2 separate regions of the Mus musculus genome follow, and region 2 is linked to region 1. The links are chromatin contacts, called in public promoter capture Hi-C maps. All regions are on one chromosome and are shown on one strand. The core of a region is the stretch at or near the end of the contact, and the rest is flanking DNA. Distances in the headings are between cores, read along the strand shown. Region 1 overlaps Iqgap1 (IQ motif containing GTPase activating protein 1). Region 2 overlaps Sec11a (SEC11 homolog A, signal peptidase complex subunit).

Evidence for each region. Capture Hi-C pulls out chosen DNA fragments and counts their contacts.
Region 2: a contact with region 1 is called in a promoter capture Hi-C map of adipose tissue. The contact joins two enhancer-like sites. A contact is called at or near these places in 4 of 115 datasets of contacts at active chromatin or transcription factors (effector CD8 T cells, embryonic stem cells and memory CD8 T cells) and 2 of 9 other capture datasets (adipose tissue and liver).

What each region holds. Positions count from the first base shown.
Region 1 is chr7:80,772,443-80,775,901 of GRCm38.p6, forward strand. All of the region lies in intron 2 of Iqgap1 (IQ motif containing GTPase activating protein 1), which reads right to left. Among named protein-coding and RNA genes, the nearest start is that of Iqgap1, 29 kb to the right of the region's middle. Within about 2 kb of position 1,944, at least 128 of the 459 cell types and tissues checked have an H3K27ac peak or open chromatin away from gene starts, as enhancers often do. A contact at or near this core is called in adipose tissue and embryonic stem cells, where this site is marked.
Region 2 is chr7:80,917,889-80,921,347 of GRCm38.p6, forward strand. All of the region lies in intron 4 of Sec11a (SEC11 homolog A, signal peptidase complex subunit), which reads right to left. All of the region lies in intron 2 of Gm51451 (a long non-coding RNA gene), which reads left to right. Among named protein-coding and RNA genes, the nearest start is that of Gm51451, 9.1 kb to the left of the region's middle. Within about 2 kb of position 1,618, at least 101 of the 459 cell types and tissues checked have an H3K27ac peak or open chromatin away from gene starts, as enhancers often do. A contact at or near this core is called in adipose tissue and embryonic stem cells, where this site is marked.

The DNA.
Region 1 (3,459 bases), core at 694-3,193:
TTCAAATCCCAGCAACCACATGGTGGCTCACAACCATCTGTAATGTGGTCTGACTCCCTCTTCTGGAGTGTCTGAAGACAGCTACAGTGTACTTACATATAATAAATAAATAAATCTTTAAAAAAAAAAAACATTGAAATGGGAAATAGTTTTTAATATTCTGTTGTTGTTTATGATGATGTTTTTATTTTTCGAGACAGGGTTTATCCATGTAGCCCTGGTTGTCCTGGAACTCTCTGAGACCAGGCTGGGTTCAAACTCACAGAGATCTGACTGCCTCTGCCTCCCAAGAACTGGGATTAAAGCCATGTGCCACCACTGCCCCTTTCAGTTGTTGTATGTGTATGCTGTTTTACCTGCCTGTGTGTACAGGTGCCATGTGTGTGCTGGGTACCCACACAGATCAGAAGAAGGCATAGGATAGAGTCTCTGGAATTGGGGATTACAGATGGTTGTTAGCTGCCATGTAGGTGCTGGAAACTGAACCAGGATTCTTTGCAAGAGTACCGACTGCTCTTAACCACTAAGCCATTTCTCCTGCCCTCACATATATAAACAAGTATTTTTGGTTGCCCAAGAGGCTGCTCCAAGGTTGTACCTTATTTGCACAATCCCTCATTTACAAATTATGGATGACTTATCCAAGGTCACTGCTACTAAGTGGCAAAGATGAACCCACTCTTGGTTTGGAACTCTTCTCACAGGGCACCACTGTTGTTGTTGCCATGAGACAGGATCCAGCAGAACTGGGTACCACAGGGGTCTACACAGAGGGAAGTGTCAGAAATCCCATGCAGGGGAAGGCTGGGAATGCCCCAGGACTGTCTCTTTAACACTGGGTCAGACAGTTCATCTCAACAGCAGACCCACCCATAACTCTCAACTCAGACACAAACTCTCTCATAAAATACAGCAGTTAGAGCTGGCAAGAGGGTAGAGTGGGTAAAAGTACTTTGCCACCAAACCTGACAAACTCTGTTTGATCCCCAGGACACGGTGGAAGAACCACTCTCAAAAGCTACCCTCTGATCTACACACACACACACACACACACACACACACACACATATACACACATACACACATACACACACACTTATGGCACATGCACCCTTCCCCCAAATAAATACATGAATAAATACATGTAATATTATTTTTAATTTAAGCATTTTAATTTGTCCTTATAAATTCATTTAAGATACATTTAAAAGTTAGTATCTGTGCCTCAGCAGTTGAGAGTTTGCATAGCACGCTTATTGCCCTACGTTCAATCCCCAGCACTGTGAAACATAGACAAATAAATGGGGAATAAAAAAATGGTTAAAAAAATAATCAATGCATAAAAGATAATTCATCAGCCAATGCAAAATTTTCTCCGCAACCCCGGTGATGCCGCCTCAAACAGTGTTCCCAAACAGCTAAAGTGAAGCATGAGAGGCACTGCCACACACAGAGATCAAAAACACTGGAGGGAAAGCATTTCCTCTGTGGACACAGCAGCCAGAAAGCTTTTCTGACACCAGCACCACCAGCTTTTTGCAGGCCACTCAGGCTGCCTTCTGGAACATGGCAGAAGGATGAGGGCATCATGTGACCAGCATCACCCGGGAACCTAGAAAGATCCACACTTAACAAGACACCCAGCACCTGACCAACCAGTCCTCCTCCTCTTGGTTTTTGTTTTAAGTCGGAGTCTCATTGTGTGGCCAAGGTCGGCCTCAAACCTGTGGTCCTCCTCAGTACTAGGATCACATGGTGGTTTATAGAGACCTGTGCCATGGCACTCTGCTCTTCATTTGCTAACAGAGGATGGTAGCAAAAACCTCCAAATAGGTTTGTTGTTAAGAATTCAGTAAGATTGTGACTGGAGTCTAGCCCAGTGCTTGGCAGATGATTAAAGACGTCTGTGCCTTTTCCTCCTGTGAGTCACACTCGCTACTTGATACTTCCGTTAAGTACAATGATTCCAGTTCCGTCAAGTATTCCCGTAAAAAGAATAATAATAGCGCATGCCCATAGAGCGTTCTGGATGATGACACAGTATATATAATTGCTAGGAATACCGGCTGGCACAGAGAAGGCACAGGCGTGTGGGGCCTGCTCCTCGGGACCCTCACATCCTTCCCACCCATCTCTGAACATTCTCCAACTGAACACAAGACCTACAGCCACAAGGAGAGAGCCTCTGAGCGTGTCCGTGAGGGAATTTTTCAATTCGGTTAGCTAAGATGAGAAGACCCATCCTACTGTGAGCAGTACCACTTCACAGCCTACGTCCCAGGCTGATCAAAATGAGACAGCCAGCTGAGCACCAGTGGACATCATTCCACTCACTGAGCTTGCAATGTGACCTCAAACTCCTGTCGCCATAACGGGCTGCACCCTCGAACTATAAACTAAAATAGAACCCTCCTTCCAGGCATGGTGGCACACATCTGTAATCCCAGTACTCAGAAGGCACAATGAAATTGAACTTGGTGAGTTCTAGGCCAGCCAGAGCTACAAATGAAACCTTGTCTTTAAAAGGAAAAAAAAAAAAAAAACAGAACAGAAAGTTTATTTTTTTTCCTTAAGTTCAGAAAATATCATACCAAGTGATGACTAAGAATATCCTACATGTGATCAGGATTCAGCCACAGATACAGCTTAGTGACAAAATTGCTATTTTTATAGAAAGTAGAGTTCCTCCTCTCACAAACGGTATAAATATTCATTATTTTCTCCTCAAACTACTTGCATGTAACCTATATGGGAATTATATTCAAAGTTCTATCTATCTGGAACTACTTCACAGAGTACTAGACTGAAAGGCCTGTTGTAAATATAAAACAAAAACAAAAACAAACAAACAAAAAAAATCTAACACCATGTGGCAGCTCCGAAACTAAATGCACGCATCGCCTCATGTGATCTTTGCATCAACCTCAGGAAACTAAGTAGCTTGGCCTCGCTTCACAAACTGAACGGAAAGTCACCCAAGAGCACCGCTGGGCAGCTCTCGCTTGACCATGATTCGAAGTTCACACTGTTTTCTTTAAGCCGGTCTTTTTTTTCTATTATGCATGTGGTTATTTGGCATGTATGTCTGTGCACTGTGTGTCTGCAGTGTCTGTGGGAGCCAGAAGAGGATATCATCAGATCAGATCCTCTGGGACTAGAGTTCCCTACAGTGGTGAGCCACCATGCCGATGCTGGGATTCAAACCCACGTCCTCTGGAAGAACAACTTGCTCTTAACTGCTGAAGATGTCCACAGCCCTCGAGTCCACAACATAGTCCTTCCTTCCGGGACAGCGACAGGTACAGCCTACTGAACACTCACCCTCCCACACAAGCTCAAGCTCTAGCACTGGGCTTCCTCACGCCAGCAGCAGCCCAGTTCCCGACCTCAAGCCCTCAGAGAGAAGCCATACGAGGATGAAACCTTGGTGACTGCTGCTGATATAATTAGTAGGAAAAC
Region 2 (3,459 bases), core at 368-2,867, 150 kb after region 1:
AATAGTGCTACACAATGACACCTTATCTCAACAACTCACAGCAACAACAACAACAACAACAACAACAACAACAACAACTCAGGACAAAACAAGAAGATTATCAGGATGTCCCTGATGTGGTTAGAAAAGGAGGTGAGAAACCCAAATGTTCACCTTTCTTCCTTCTCCCCACCACTGGCAGACTCTGAGTACACTGGCCATAATGTGGCACTGGGCCAAGTGGACTTCAACTCTCTCATCACGGCCCACTTTCACTGTGTGCATAGACCCTTCCTGCCATGCCACAGGCCAGAGAAACAGAAATCACCTCCCAGTTAACACCTCCGAATCAAAGCCATAGGCAAACTGCAGCAGACACTGTTTTTAGTGTCGTCACTTCCTGTTAACAACTCTTCTTACTTTCCATCTCCTGTATTCTCTTTTTAGAGTCCTTCTCCCTCCCTTCCCCCAAACTGCTTTCCACTGCTAATGTTTCTCAACAGTCAGATCTTCTTTAACAGTCACTTGGGGCTGCAGCTGGAGCTCAGAAGGCAGAATGCCGGCCTAGCATAAAGGCATGAAGCCCTGGGTTTGATCTCTGACACCACACAATTCAGGTGTGGGGGTGCACACTTAAATTCCAACATTTGAGAAGTGGAGCCAGTATTCAGCTACAATAGAGAGCTTGAGGCCAGCTTGGACTGCATGAAACACAAAACTACCAGATACACTGTTCTAGTGTCCCCAGATTTTCTGAGCTTAAACAAATCCCTGAAACATGCACCCCAAACAATACTCAAGATGTTTAGGTCTGATTCAAGATGTGTACCTCAGGTACATGGTGGCAAGCAGTTTCACCTCAGCAAACTTGTGTCAACATGTGGCTCCTCCAAGAGCTGAAAAGAGACACCTACAAAGTATTGCTAAGCTCTGGGCAGAACAAGGCCACTTAACCACTGAGCCAACTATCCAGCCCCATATTTTAAATTCTCAAAATAGGGTCTCACTTTGCTGCTGCAAACAGCTTCCCCAAGCATCTACGACTACACATGTGCCACGGCACCTAGACACAAGCTTTACATTTTATTCACATGTGATTTACATGCATTTTATGGCCTATCAGTTTTTATGGGGTATTTTAATACATATATACAGTGTACACTAAACACATCAAGTTAATTAGCATTTCCACTTTATCATCAAAGCCTGTGGCACACTTTAGGGGCAGCCATTTTGCCCGATGCACTTTACTTCCTGTTAAGAATACTTCCTCTTCTGTGGGGACAGCATTGTCTGGAAGCCTCCAGCGTCACTGTCCCGTTCCCTCCTTTATCTCATTCTTTATCACTGCAGCATTTGTACCAACTCTCCTGCCCTTCTCTCCTCTTTTTCTGACACTGCTTTCTTTTCTGTGATTAACAGATCCAACTTTCTGGTTTCCCAAAGTCATCTCTATTAAGTAGTTTTAGTTGGTACAGTATTAGTTTCATTTCTAAAAATTTTATTACATGCTACAAGATGAATTAACCTTGAAAATTAGGATAGGTAAGAGAAACCAAACGCAGAAGACCACAACTGTGATACTGTCTACACAAGACACCCCACGAGCCATGCCTACACTGCAGGTTAGCACTGTCAGCAGCTGCAGGAAGAAGGGCGTGGCCTGCGCCTGCTAAGAGTGTCGAGAGAAATGATCTGGAATTAGATAGTAGTGTTGGTTGCACAAACTTGTAGATATACTAAAATCTGTGAACTATGCCCCTTAAAATAGAGACTCTTACATGTGAATTCTGTTTCAGTAACATTTTTAGACATAATCGGCTCAGAACCATTGGTGTCAGTGTGGAGTAAACCAGAAACCCCCCTTTTTTCACTGAGAGGTAGCTGTACCACAGACCAGGCTCACCTGAAAGAGTGAGGTACAGCTCGACTCTGAGATATCAGCTTAGTGTTTTACAAATACAATTTCCACAAAGGAAGGTGACTCATTACATTAGGTGTCGAGCTCAGAGGCAGGAGAGTCGATGAGAAGTGAGTTGGGCAGAAAAGCCTGTCTGCCAGCTGTCCACGTCCCAGGTGGTTTATATTTCATAGAATCAATACTTAACTCACATTATTACATTTTTTATTAAAAGCCACTAAAGGGTTTATACTGCCAAAATTGAGATTTTAGTTTAAATTTTATATAGTTTAGAACTTTAAAAAAATTCTTCAAAAAGAAGTTCCTAGGGAGGAAGCCTGAGTACTCTAACCTGGAAAATAATATGTCTTTTTTTTTTTTAACCCAACCCAGGGCTGCCTAGGCAGCCACAGTGACAGACAAAGAAGAACCAAATGCACACAAAGGGACATTCTTACACAGAAGAAGCACACAGAAAGAATTTGTCAAAAAGTGTTAAAATGTGCATATTCTTTACTTAGTAACTGTTTTTTATATTTTTACTGGGAAGACTGGGTAGAACTACTGGATATATCTAACAACAGCAGTGTTCACAAAAGCAAACTAGAAATAGTGCTAACCAGGGCCAATGCTAGGACAGCCAGTAGCCATCTGAGCTTCCCAGGGACTGGAGAGCTAGCTCTGTGAGTGATGATAAGTGTATTGATGTGTAAGTACACTAATGGCCTTGGAGTGAAAAGGTCATTACATGTACAATAGTGTGACTATTCTCTTATATAACAAATGTTGTCAGGCGTGGTGGTGCACGCCTTGAATCCCAGCACTTGGGAGGCAGAGGCAGGTGGATCTCTGAGTTTGAGGCTGGCCTGGTCTACAGAGTGAGTTACACAGCGAAAACCTCTCAAAAAATTAATGGCAGTGGAAGAAAGTAAAGCAACCCCACTTTCCAGTGACTGGGTGCCACGCACTCAGGTCGAGTCAGCTTGACAGGCTGTGAAGCCTAAAAGCCACTCACGAGGCAGAGAGTTTCAAGGAAGCTCACCTCCTGGAGTTTATCCATATACTCATATTCTATTCCCGAATTAGTCTGGTGTATGGATCTACGAGCTCTCTTTTAATATTTTATTATAAATGCCTTTTAAGATTAAATTCTGTTATAGTTAGTCTCCCCAGTGTTCCAAGATCCCAGAAGCTGCCCGAGCTTAGAATCCTGTGAGAAGGCAGTAAGGAAGTTAACCTATTCAGTAACTAACTAAGCATTACAATAGACAGAGCCAGTGGCTCAACTGGTCTGCAGAAAGAGCCAGGGAATCTCATTGAGATAGAAATCTTCAGTAAGGCTACATTGCATATTAAAAACAAGTTGGTATATTCTCCTGACAAATGGAGATTCTCCAGATACTTAAAAGTTACACTCATATAAGAATTTAGCAAGGCCTAGGAAATTAGGGGGGTTGTGATACTGCATTATTCTTGAGGTCTGCCAAGAGAAGAACCCCCTGGTGCTAGCCTTCACAAGGTTCAAAGGTATGACACTAGAGTGTGAAACTCTTGCCTGTCACTAAGCTGACCCTAGGTAG